3 separate regions of the Zea mays genome follow, and regions 2 and 3 are each linked to region 1. The links are chromatin contacts, called in public Hi-C maps. All regions are on one chromosome and are shown on one strand. The core of a region is the stretch at or near the end of the contact, and the rest is flanking DNA. Distances in the headings are between cores, read along the strand shown.

What was found. A called contact is a pair of places that touch in the nucleus more often than the background predicts.
Region 2: a Hi-C map of tassel shows a contact between it and region 1, with 2.5 times the contacts expected there. The contact joins the promoter of LOC100382356 here to the promoter of LOC103635377 in region 1. A contact is called at or near these places in 2 of 25 Hi-C or Micro-C datasets (ear and tassel).
Region 3: a Hi-C map of leaf shows a contact between it and region 1, with 7 times the contacts expected there. The contact joins the promoter of LOC103635380 here to the promoter of LOC103635377 in region 1. A contact is called at or near these places in 21 of 25 Hi-C or Micro-C datasets (bundle sheath, ear, endosperm and 6 more) and 2 of 3 datasets of contacts at active chromatin or transcription factors (leaf and seedling).

Annotation. Positions count from the first base shown.
Region 1 is chr8:75,289,357-75,293,711 of Zm-B73-REFERENCE-NAM-5.0, reverse strand. LOC103635377 (GATA transcription factor 15) reads left to right here and starts at 2,480. Exons shown (of 2, transcript XM_008657842.2): 1 at 2,480-3,007; 2 at 3,358-3,642. The coding sequence starts at 2,480. The coding sequence ends at 3,642.
Region 2 is chr8:75,122,689-75,126,919 of Zm-B73-REFERENCE-NAM-5.0, reverse strand. LOC100382356 reads left to right here and starts at 2,421. Exons shown (of 14, transcript NM_001175102.1): 1 at 2,421-2,594; 2 at 3,039-3,183; 3 at 3,728-3,795; 4 at 3,881-3,934; 5 at 4,034-4,117. The coding sequence starts at 2,503.
Region 3 is chr8:75,533,154-75,537,388 of Zm-B73-REFERENCE-NAM-5.0, reverse strand. LOC103635380 (zinc-finger homeodomain protein 6) reads right to left here and starts at 2,094. Exons shown (of 1, transcript XM_008657844.3): 1 at 585-2,094. The coding sequence starts at 1,791. The coding sequence ends at 1,027. LOC103635379 (a long non-coding RNA gene) reads left to right here. Exons shown (of 4, transcript XR_004851976.1): 4 at 20-380.

The DNA.
Region 1 (4,355 bases), core at 1,231-3,730:
AACGGCTAGTTGCAACGGCTAGCACACGTGGACCAATCAGATCGTGACACGTGGACCAGTTAGATCGCGCCACGTCGCTCTCGCCCGCCTCTCGCCCGGGCGGGCGCTCCAGCGCGGGCGAGAGCGAGGCGATACCGCCCGCTCTCGCCGGGCGCGAGCGAGGCGATACCGCCCGCTCTCGCCGGGCGCGAGCGCCGTCGTCCGACGACCCTTTCTCGCTCGCCTCTCGCCCACGCGCGGGCGGTAGCGGCTCTCTCTCGCCCGCGCTACCGCCCGCGTTGCCACCAGCCTAATAATAGAATCATCAGTATTTATAACTAAAAACAGTCTGACAGTTACAAAATCAGTCTCTCAAATAGGCTGTTACCGTGTCTACCCTTTAACCGGGCCGGACCTGTGCCTACATTGTGGGCTAAACAGACCGGTCCAAGCCCGGCATGGCTATCGGATCGGGTTGGCCATGTAAAGTCTTGGTGGTATGTGTTGCATCTTGCATGAGACCGACGTCGGCGCATGCAGTGTCGAGCTCGCTCCGGTACCAGCTTCTGCGTGCTGCATGCCGCTCAAACCCATCACAAAAGGTGCTCTTCATCTCTCTCGCGTCGTGCTTAGCGCGCCAATGCAAAGCCTTCTCTCGAGGCCTCGAGGGACTTTTTAGGCGACGACAGGTCGAGAATCGAGACTCGAGAGCGTCATGAACGTACTCTCTGCTAATTAACGCGCGCGCACACACGCTGTGAATGCTTTGGCCGTCGCGGTTCCAAGCAGAAGATGCCAAGCAGCTGCTGGAGGTCCATCGGTGCGGTGGCCATGGAAAGCCGGGAGACGATCGAGGCGGCGGCGGGAACGAGAACAGACCGACCGACGCGCGCTTTGCAGACGCTGGTTGGGCTCCTTCGCTGCTTTGCACCTGCTGCTCCGAGTTGTTCCCCTCGCTGTCGCCTTCCGCTTCAAGTCAGTGTCAGACCGAGCATCCTCGCCGCCGTGAAGATGGGACTGGGCACTGAACGGTGACGTGACATGGGCGCGTACGTATCCCCCGGACGGAGACATACGGGATGGCGAGCACGCACGCGGTGCATTGCATCGATCCGTCGGGTCGGTTGCTGCTGCATCACGTACCGGGGGGCCGGGGCCGGACATCCGTAAAGCTAGTCTAACGGACCTCGCTCGCTCGCTCGCCTCCTCCCGGCCCGTACGTGACGTGTCCATGACACCATGACGTTGCCTGGCCGGCCGTACAACGCCTCCGCTAGCGCTAGGAGGGCCCCCCTGGCCCGAGAGCCGCCGCGGCGCCGCGTACTACGCACCTATATGTCCGGCAACGGCCCCGGTGGTGGTGCTCTGGTGTGGCTGGGACGGGCCTCGACGCGACAGGCGCGGCAGCATCGCGATCCGCGGATTCCGCGCCGGCGTTGTGGTGCGACTAGGAGTAGGAGTAGGAGTACTCGTATACGGCGCGTGGGAGACTGTTCCACGGGTCACGTATCTCCCCTGCTTTTGACCGCCCGGGGCTCGCCACCCAGCCTGCGCCGTCGATGAGTCGCACGTCTCGGCCGCGGCCGGTGACGTGACGCGAGGCAAGGGATGGGGCGTATTAACGTATACGTGGTAGTGGTACACGACCAGGCCCAGCAGGTACGTGGTGCGAGACGCCTGTGCCTGCGCCTGGCTATGCATGCATGGCAACTAGAGGTCTGCGATATGGATGCCTGCCACTGGCGTACTGCCAGGCCTTTCTTTCGCTTGATCTCCGGTCCTGTTGTGTGACGTCTGGACTCTGGAGCAGTCGCTCGTTACGGTTGCCAGACACCGCCAGCCGGACGCCGTCCTCTCCTCCATCTGCCGTCTCTCGTCTCGATTCTCTCCTTTTTCTCGTTTGGGTCTCGTCTACCCTCTCCTACTCTAGGCGATGCTATCCTGCATTAGTATGCTGCTGCTGGGCCCTGCTCCATTGATTCTCCCTACTGCGGTGGCATGTAGTACAGGACTACAGGCACTGCTTGGATACATATAGCCATATAGGGTGAACACTGAACAGCCGCTCCGCTACCGGTCTGCTTTCGAGCAGTCAGCTCATCACGTCGAGCCCGCCTGACTGACCTGACCAGGGCGCGCAGCCCACAGACGTGTACCGCTACTACTCATTGGGTGCTGCCCGCTTCTAGCTACTCCTTCCTTCCTACACTGGCTAGGGCATGCAATGCAACCGAGCCGCGCGCAGGATTCAAAGCATTGGCATTGCCATCGCCATCGGCGAGGGGAGGCGAGCAGATCGGCCTCTGCACAGCGAATCTGATCCTATAAAATCCTAGCTAGCCCTGCCTGCTGACTAGCTGAGCTCCTGCACATCCGCCCACGTCCACCACCCGGGCCCAGTGGATCCAAGTATCCAAGCCAAGTTCAGTTCCGAATCTCCTCTCCTCCTCTCTGCGCCGCGCTCGCTTTAAAGCCCAGCACTGTGGCCTCGTTGCAGACCATGCTTCGCCACTGCACCCACAAGCAGCACAGACACAGCCACCAACAGAGCGTCGTGGCCGCGGCCGCTGCCCCCGCCACCATGGCGGCCGCGTCCCCAGCCTTCTCGCTCTTCTTCCCGCTGCCCAACACCAAGGCCTTCCAGTTCGACGACGACAGCCACAGCTCAGTCACCACCTGCCCCTCGTCCCCGTCCTCCTCCTCTTCCTCCACGGGCACCGTCGACTGCACGCTCTCGCTCGGCACGCCGTCCTCGCGCCGCGCCGCCGCCAAGCCCCGCCCGCCGTGCCTGGCGCTACCGTCTCGCAGCGCCGTGTCGTGCGACGTCGCTGCACCCGCTGACCAGTCCTGCTGCTGCCGCTGCTGCTCCTGCCCGGGCGGCAGACGTCCCTCTCCCGCGGCCGCGAACAAGAGAGCCGCGGCCGCGCACGGGCACGGGCAGGACCCGGCGCCGCTCGTGGACCACCGCTGCGCCAGCTGCGGCACCACGTCCACGCCGCTGTGGAGGAACGGGCCTCGCGGGCCCAAGGTTCGTTTCATCGTTCTTCCATCTCTCCAAGCGAAGCGACGCTGGCTGGAACAAGGTTTCAGCGCTAGCCCAGCATCGTTGCAGCTTTACATGAACCAAAATTGTCACATGTTCACGTGACACACGCGGCGACGCACGACATGAGGCACAGCGTCGTGTCGTCTGCCTCTGCCACTGGCAGTTTTTTTTTTGGACATCCGCTAGCGCTTAAAACCAGCGCGATCTCCCATACGTATAATATGCCAACGGCGACGACACTTTGGTCGTCCTCGTCCCGTCCCATACCCCGCCGTGCGTGCATGCATGCATGCGAGTGCGCTGACTAATGCGTGTATGTGTGCTGCCTGCAGTCCCTGTGCAACGCCTGCGGCATCAGGTTCAGGAAGAAGGAGCGGCGTGCGGCGACGGGGACGACGACGGCTGACATGGACCAGGGCGGGTGCTACTTGGCGCAGCGGGCGCAGTACGGGGCGGCGACGTCTGGTAGGGCGTACTACGGCGGCGGCGACGGCGACATCGCGGACGCCGAAGCAGTGCCGGCGCAGTTCCTTGCATGGCGACCCAGCGTCGTCGAGGCGGCCGAGTTCGCGGCGGTCTGGCCGGAGCCGGCGACCTTGTTCCAGTACATCAACTAGTCCGGTTCGGGGTACGCAAGGCAAGCGCAACGGTTTTGGGGGGGCGTTTTGTTGAACCGTTTTGCACGCGGCCGAATGAACCTGGACGCTTGGAACTGAAACGCATTTGTTTCGTTTCTCCATCGCGGTTCGCGGAATTCAGATTCGGCCCATCGGATTAACCACTCCGTAGGTACTCCCTTATTTTAGCCTAGTAAATATCATGGAGGACTCTATCAATATATAGATCGCCAATAGTGCCGGGCTAATCGGGCCGGCCCAGAGCACGGCACGAGTGGAGTTGGGCCCATGCCGGCACGGCCCTATGGCTAGTGTCGTGACTGTGCCGAGCACGGGCCGAGTGCCGAGCACGCTGGGTCGGCACGGGCACGGCTCAATTAGCTCTAAAGCACGATTAGGCGCAAACACGACTAGTGCTGTGGGCTGTAATCTTTTTTTCTATTTAGGGTTATCTCAAAATGGTTAATGTTTATCTAGATAGGTTTTTAATTATGTAGTCATTACACTAAACAGCTCAATACTAGCTATTTTAGTATGTTTTAACTGTGTTTGTGAATGTCTCACTAAAATTAAAATTCTATGGTGTGGCACTACGGGTCTACCGTATCGGCACGGCACGGCTAAGAAGGCTCTATGCCTTGGTTAGGGGCCTCCTGTTTGGCCATCTCGGATAAATCTGTTGAAATGGTTGAATTGTTATCCTCTTCGTGATC
Region 2 (4,231 bases), core at 1,172-3,671, 170 kb after region 1:
CGAGGTACTCCTCCACCGTTTCCTGTCGCTAGCCATCGAGGACACAGATCGGAGGAACGTGCGTGCCATGCTACTGAGTGATGTCCCACTGAGCCGCCATGGAGAAGGGTGCCCAGCCACCAGCCTCGGCATTTCCTGATTGTGAGCAACCACTTCAATCTCTTTTTCTGATCTCTCCCTATCCACATTCCCCGTTGTTATCTCTCCCTCTGATTTCCCGTTGTGAAGCAATGTGTGTTGTGAATGTGTTGGATTCCTTGTTTTTTGGTCTGAACATGGGAGCTTTAGATCCAGCGGCTAGAACTAGACCAGAGGTGAGTTCGATTCAATTATTTGTTTAATGTGTATCACATTTTCATTTATGTGTAACAAGCACAGGGCAATGGTTTACATAACACAAATGTGTTGATTTATAGGTCCCCGAATTTGATCGGGGGTCATTAGAAATCGAGTAAAGAGGTTGCTTCAGAGTTGTTGATGTATGACAAGTTGGGATTACAGGAAGAAGATGAGCGTGAAACTAGTGCAAGGCAAGATGCTTTTACAAGTAGACCTTTTGGTGTTCGAAGAAGTGATGAATTCGATGATGAAACAGTTGCATTGCCTTGCACTGATTGTTTACCACTTGAAAGGATATTAGTTTGCAACCGGTCTAATCTAGTAAAGAAGCTTGGTAGTTTGTAAAGGACATGAAAGAATCCAGACTTGCTATGAGGCAGTATGCGATTAACAGTGAGTTTGAGTTAGGGATTGAGCCAAGCTCACCTTTTATATATCTCTTGCCTGACCAGTTCCTTCAACTATGTAACACCCCAGGTGTTTGTCATGAGCTAAACCGTGATTTTGAACCTAAGCAAGTAGGTTAGTAAGAATAATGAACCCTATGTCGCTTCCATTTCCGTCTATTTCAATTTTATCAAGGATCTTGTGGAGTTCTATGATATGTGCTAATGCTATATGTTTTAAATCATATAAAGATGTGATGTCTATTTAGCTGGTGTGCTATATAAGTTAATCTAGTAAAGTAATTTAGAGAGCTAGTTAAACTACTTCTGCCCGTAGTCTAAGTTTAGATGTCCTAAAATGATGGGTCTAACCTTTGTTAGTCTTTTGATATCGTTCCTTATAAAAATATGGGATCTGCTGGAGATAGACTAAAGGGCTCTAGTATTGAAGGCGCGAGGAGACATAAAAGATCCATTATCTTTTTCTTTTCTTTTGGTGGCAAGACAAGAACAAAATAATATACGAGAACTCTTTCCTTATTACTATTATAAGTGGGTACAAATTCAATATATAAAGATGTGTAGTCCTTTATAGACATGTTTGATATTAGTTCATATAATCCTTACCATATGCCTCTAAGGCTCTATGCTAAGGAGGGATTATTAGTTTAGCTTACGCTAAGGTTGTAGCCCCTCGCACCAGAAGACCTGAAAGCTTTTAGATTGTCCGCAGCGGTGATCTCTAAATTTTCCCACTATATCATTTTTTTGCGTCACATTATCAACATTTCACCCTCTAAATTTTCATCTCCCGCAGTGATTCCCCCTATATTATCTCCCTATACCCACTACAACTATAAAATATTATTATCTAACTCTTTTCATCTTTTATTACTATTTTTTTCAACTATTAAATAGGGGAGCACTGTGCAAGGGGGCGCTACAGTGCTCCCCTTGATCTGGGGGAGCGGCGCGGCATCCCCTAGCACTGCAACGCGTAGGGGGCCATTTGGAGGCCACAGCTGCTCGCGTAGAGGCCCCCTACGCGTGTACAGTGCTAGGAGAGAGGGCACCGCGCGGCATGTGCTGCGGACGGTCTTATACATATGTTTTAAATTAAGACAACTAGAAAACTAATATTTATTCTAAGTGTTATGAACGAGATAGATTCAAGTCCACATCTAAATGTTGAACAAGGTGGACAACTATAACAGGGATGGTGACGACCACAAAAATAATGAATAATTAATCAACATATAAGAAATAAAGCAAAACGCAAAAAAAACTCAATTCAAATTTTAAAACTGGTGTATTTTATTCTTATCGATTAGAACGTAATATAATGTACGATTAAATTTAGAATAAACAACCACACTATAAACATAAGAAACCAATGTTCAACAAGAGAGGCAAAGAGCTCACGTGTGTGTCAGTGTGTGAGAGAATGTGCCTGTGTAAGTTTGATCAGCGAGCCGTTCCCAAATCCACTTGCTCAGTCGGCCGTGCGATCGGGATTTAGCGGTGGGGATCTGCACAAAAGCGGCAGTTTACAGCGAGCCCCTTGAACTAGCCTGTATTACCGTTGCGCAAAAGCGGCCGTTACCCTTGAACTAGCCTGTATTGCAGCGGAGCCACCGCCGATCCGGAACAATTGAATCGCTGCATCGGTGTTTCGCCGCCGCCGCAAAAAGAGGCGGCCGCGGTGAGTTCAAGGGAGGAGGAGGAAGAGGGTGTGAGGCGCTGCAGAACTCCTGTGGATCGGTGAGCCGAGGGCGATATGGGGATGTTCTTCAGCAAGGCGGAACCGCCGCCGCCCATGGTGCTGGTGCCGCCGCTCTTCGACTACCCTCCCATCGCTGCCCGCACCAGGTTCGCCGCTTCCCTTCTCTCCTCCATTCGGACCCTTCTGTTTTGTGACCTGTGAGGCAGGGAAGCCAATTGGTTGGTAGCCTCAGTGTGCACGAATCGCCGTACGCTCTGCATAACTGTTAGACTAGACGGTTGAATCGTCGTGATTAATCATGCTTGTCAAGCAATCGCGATTGATCGCTCGCGTATTGTGAAATGGAACTGTGGATTGGTGAAATGCGCCAGATCGCTGACACCAGTTGGCAGTACTGTTGCTCGTCTCAATTCTGGTAGCTTGCTTTTTCTTGGAGCACGCACATCTCTGGCAGATGCCTTTTCCTGCATAGTCCATAAGGGTATAAAGTTAGTTTTAGTCCACTGGAAGGATGAAACATCACTACATTGCACTTAGGGTGGCATTTATGTCAGCCTTGGTTCTTCATTGCACCAGTATTGAACATGCAGGATGGCGGTGCCAGCATATGAGCTAATGTTTGGGAAAGTCTCCCTGCACAATCTGTTTGAGGACTACTTTGATCAAGCTGGGAATATGACCTCAAGGATCATGTTGAAGCCGCTTGAAGATCCTCACGTTGATTTGATTGCTACTGTATCCTGTCAAACATTACTTATCATTTCTGCTGCGTCTTCTGTTCCTTCATCCTTTCAATATCATGGTACCTGTCTATTCAGGATATGATTGATTCTAAATGGATCACCAACTGAGCCCTATTTTCAGATTTTTTATTTGTTCATGCTGCTACCATTTTCACCCCTTTTCATTTATATTTCTTTCGAAGAATCACCAATTCACATCTCTAGTTGTCATTAGCATGCCATTGTTATTAAAACATCTACTGGCCTATTGACTTCTCTTCTGGAAAAGGACAATCTGTTGATGCTCCCTATGCTTGTTTTCAATTATGATAACAGTCTTCTCTGGATGTTGCATAGTGCCACAAGCTGAGGTCTTCACATATATATTTGTTGATATTACATATAACCTTGTGCCAGACTTTGAAATGGTGCCTTTTAGTGCAATCGCGTGTCCATAAAGCCACTGATTATAGCTGCAGGAGATTTCGTTCCAATTCATCCATTTTTAAATATTTTGTTACTTCACAAAAAGCTTTTGCCTACCTTAATGTCACTAGGTGTCTGCTGCTGCTGATAGAAACAGTGGAACAGAAGTAAAAGGGGATGCTTTATTTCGCTGGCAGAGGTGGATACTGGATACCCATAGCTTCTAAACTCTTCATATTAGTTCTACCTTTGTTATACTAACAAAAACAGTTGACTTCGTTTAGAGAGCTGGATGACCCCCATACCTTTGTGGACCTTCTTGTGTCAACTTCAAATCCGTAAGCACTTTCTGGTTCGATGGGCTATAATAGTCTTTGTCAGCATTTTTATGTATGAAAAACACGTCAATAACAATTTGCGCACCTCCTTTTTTGAAGCTTGCTGCAGCTGAGATTATGTGCATATCATCCTAAGTATCGTATTGGTGCCTTTGGAACATTACCTTTGCTAATGGGGAACAGGTAGGTAGGTGTGAGGCCATATATCTTGTTTCTGTTTCCAAATAATGCAAAGGCTGTTATATAGCTTTCCAGAAACTTTAATGTTGATTGTTGAAGATTTTTTTCTGGACCAAT
Region 3 (4,235 bases), core at 845-3,344, 240 kb before region 1:
ACCGCCTCATCTCTTGCAGCAGCATGGGTGATGGCCCTATCATCATGAATCGAAATCCTTGTAAATCCTTAGGTTCTGGAAGGTAGAGGCGGCGACAGCACTACAGCAGCCATGTGAGTACGTGACTTGGAGCTCCAGCCCTCCATTAATGGAATCAATCAGGTCTGGACAATGACACTCGCTCCATGCATGGCAGCATGGGATGCATCTAGAGCCAAGTACAGTTTAAGCTTAAACACCACAGCATGCAAGTACACCTCCAATTGAATGGCAAACAGAGAGAGAGAGAGTGTGTGAAAGGTACGAGTATTTCATGCAACCTCGAGTCTCTCTAATGGCGGTGTCACAGATAATAAAATCTGCATGCAAGCATTGTTTTCCACTATATTTCATCCAGGCCCCCCTCCACACACACACACAGTATATCCTAGCTACAGGTATTGCATGCTGCTCTCTAATTAGCAATTGGCTGAAGAGAACTCAAGATTAATAGCTTATCATGAACTCATGCCATTTTGGCCATTAGTTTATGCTGGGTTGGAAGCTTGAGCTAAATGGAAAAAAGTGCTGCATTAGAAGGGAGGAGAGACCACCGGCTATATTCGCTATTGATTAACAGATTAAGTGAAGATGGAAATATAGATCGGAATTTAGATTGGTTAACCTTGCTCGCCGAAGGGGGCTAAATGGCAATAAGGTAGCAGGATTGTAGCTACAAAACATGCACAGTGCCTCCTCCTCCTTCCAATTGATCCCCCAAGCTAGTAAGAACAGAATAAAACCAAAGATATGCAAGCAAGAATCGTGAAGCAAAAGAGGATGGTGAAGACGTGAAGTGACTACAAAAAATCAAGGATAAGGTGAACCCAAAAACGGAAGGGAAGAAAGGATAGGAACCCCTCCTGACTTCCCTTGTTTAATCCCACACCCCCTCTCGGAGCCCATAAAAAAATGAGGCGGGGGATTAAGCAAATGGTGGTGGTGGTGGTGGTGCTGCTGACTGCTGAGCCTTGTCTCCCACCGTGGCTACTGGGGCTGCTGGGGCTGTTGCTGCCCCTCGGGAGGCGGCAGGTGCGGCGGCGGCTGCCTCCTGCCGCCGCTGCCGATGTGCTTGTTGTTGTGCATCCAGACCTTGAAGACCTGCCGCCGGACGCCGACCTGGTCGCAGAAGTGCTGCACCAGCGCGTCGTCCTGCTTCTGCATCCGCCAGCCGAGGCGTTCCGCGAACGCCAGCATCTGCTCCTTCTGCTCCGGCGTGAACTTGGTCCGGATCCGCTTCCGCCGGACGTGGCCCTGCGCGTGCGCGTGCGGCGCGGCGGCGAACCCGGACGGCGGGCCACGCTCCTCGCTGGACGACTCGGTCGTGGTGCCGCTGGGCGTGCCGTGGTACGGGAACAGCGGCGGCGACGCGTAGTGGGGGTGGGCAGCGCCGGCCGCGTAGGGGTGGGGCGGAGGCAGGAGCAGCGGGACGCGCGGGACCGCCGCGGCGGGCGGCGGCAGCAGGAGCTGGTGGCGGCGCCCCGCGTCGCCCTTGCGGTGGAAGCTGCGGTGGCAGCCGCAGGCTGCGCACTTGAGCCTGTCGGCGTCCTCGGGCATGAACTCGCCGCAGCCATCGACGACGTGTCCGCCCAGCGCCGCCGCGTGGTTGCGCAGACACTCGTGGTACGTCGCCTCGGCGGCGTGGTTCTGGTTCCCCGGGCCGCGGCCGGGGCCGAGGCAGGGCGGCGGCGCGGAGCTCGCGCCCATCTCCTCCGAGACGGGCTCCTCCCCCTCCTGGGCCGTGAATTCCATCAGCGCATGCCTGCCTGCCCTAGCGCCCTGCCGCGGCGACGAGGACGCCCTGCCGCGGCCGCTCCCTCTGGTGCCGCAGGGGCTGTAGCCTGCAAGACTGCTGGGGGTCGGGTCGGCTGGCTGGTATGTAGTTGCGGTCGTCGTTTCCTAGGGGTAGTAGGGGTGGTGCGGTGTGGGTTGGCTTTTGTGCTTTTGTTCGCCCGTGGTGCGTGGGAGGAGGACTGGAGGAAGAGGAGGCTGTGTGAGCAGGCCGGCAGCGGAGGGATGCGGCATTGATCGTGACCGCCTGCGGCGAGGCGAGTGGTGGTGGGGGGGGGGGGGGGGGGGGGGGGGGGTCCGGGCTGCATGCCTGAGCTGGGAAATGGCGCTTTTGTTTCCTACCCGGCGGTCCGCGGTGGCGGTGTGCAGTGCAGCGACCGACATGGGCAGGGGTGACCCTGACCTCCCGTCCCGTCCCGTACCCATGCCACGCGGGCCCCAGGCTTTAATGATGCAGCCGGAGAGAATTGGGCGGCAGCGCGGCAGGTACCACCGTACCAGTACCACCGCCGCCGCTGTAGCCACGGGCCCGGCCGCCCGGCCCGGGTGGGTTTATGGCCGTCGGATCGGGACGGCCATCGGGGAACGGCGCGGCCGCTGTCTAGGCCGTGGCGCCAACCTACTACTAGAAATTTACACGTATATAATAATCTATGGGAATGGGATGGAGGGCAGCCGTGCTGTCCGTGCAGGCCCTTGTCAACAGCGACGCTTCCACGGGGAGCAGGAGTCGCGCGTGCTGCCGTGCGGGGCTGCAACGCCACCGCGTCATTTCGTTGACCGGCTCCCGCTCCTCAGCCGGACCGGAGCCAGATATTTCTCTCGAGAGACGAGACCACAACTACGAGAGCAGCGCAGGGCCTGCGACGCGTCTCCCATACTAGGCTTGGCTTGAAGAACAGAGTAACAGTTGAAACCGGATACATACGTACGTCAAGACCAACCAAAAGCCCTCGTTGGATTGCCAATTTATATAAACTATATATGTAGTCTGCAAGCAATGCTCCTATTCGCTGGAAGGAGCCATACAATTCTGCAATGGAAGGCAATGCTCATCTGCCTCTCGGTCCTGATGCATTCATCGTCCGTCGAGGGCCATGTCACCATTTTATCTTCTTCTCTGGCCTCTGGACCTCGTATCAGCTGGTAATGTAACCTTAACCCTATTTGTTTTTACAGCCTACCTATAATTTGACGAGCAGGATTATTGAGAAGAGACGATGGCGATTGGTAGCCGGAAATTTTAAAAGACTGCTTTTTTCCTTTAATTTGACGAGCAGGATTATTGAGAAGAGACGATGGCGATTGGTAGCCTACCTGTAATTTCCATATTTGAATTGAGATTTGAAAACAGAACACTGAATATAGATGATGTGGTAGATCTAGGATTACCGGGCTATGGACCGGCCCAGCCTACTAATTTAGCCGTGCTTTCTAGACTAGCGTGACCTAAAACAGTGGGCCATGCATAAGACAGACGCCCATTTAGGCAACGGCCCGATGCCACTGCCTGGTAGGGGCCGTGACAACAGATTGCTACGGACCACCATTACCACAACCCTGCCGTATCACCAACATAATCCAAAAATAAAAACATTTGGACAACTGCATGGCCCATTTGACACTTGCACCTTTATTTATACATTAGAGTGTAGTATGTATACCTAACAGTAACAGCAACAGGAGGCTCAGCAATGGAGAATGGAGATTTTTCAATTAAAAAGAAAGAAAAGATGAAGAAAATAATAGGACCACAAACATTGATTGAGGCCATGCCAAAGAATATACAGCTGCAAACACATGCACTTCACCGAATGCTGCTGCCATGCACATTCCCCTACAGCCAAAACCAGAAGGTTTACACGGAGCCGCACGAGAGAGGTAGCCAGCAGCAAGCAAGAACGCTGACCCACATGTGAAAATCCTTGGAAAGCCAATAAGGGCTAGTTTAGAAGCCTTAAATCCAGAGGGGATTGGAGAGGCTAAAATGCACTCCGTATTCAAATTTGAATAAGAGGATTTTAGCCCCTTCAATCCCCTCCGAGTTTTAAACTTCCAAACTAGCCCTAAACTACTCCATGTTCCTAACAAAATGTCTCAGCCTCTAGATGGTGCTGATCTATGGTGTGGGGCTGTGCCATGCTGGGGAGGTGCTCCTGATGTAATCTTCGCCAAAAATACATTTTCCAAATTCTGTCCGGTTAAGAAACAAATATATGCTTCCAGGAAACTGTTTAAAGGATATGAGATTGCTACTGAGGCAGGTAGCAATAATGCTAGGGTGGAGCCTGCTGTGCCCAACAGGAAAGGAAGATTTGTGTCTAGAAAAGGTGAAGAATAACTTGGAGAGGCTGCTGTTTCACAAGGCGCACAGCTCGGAAGAGAAAGAGATGCTCAAATCACAA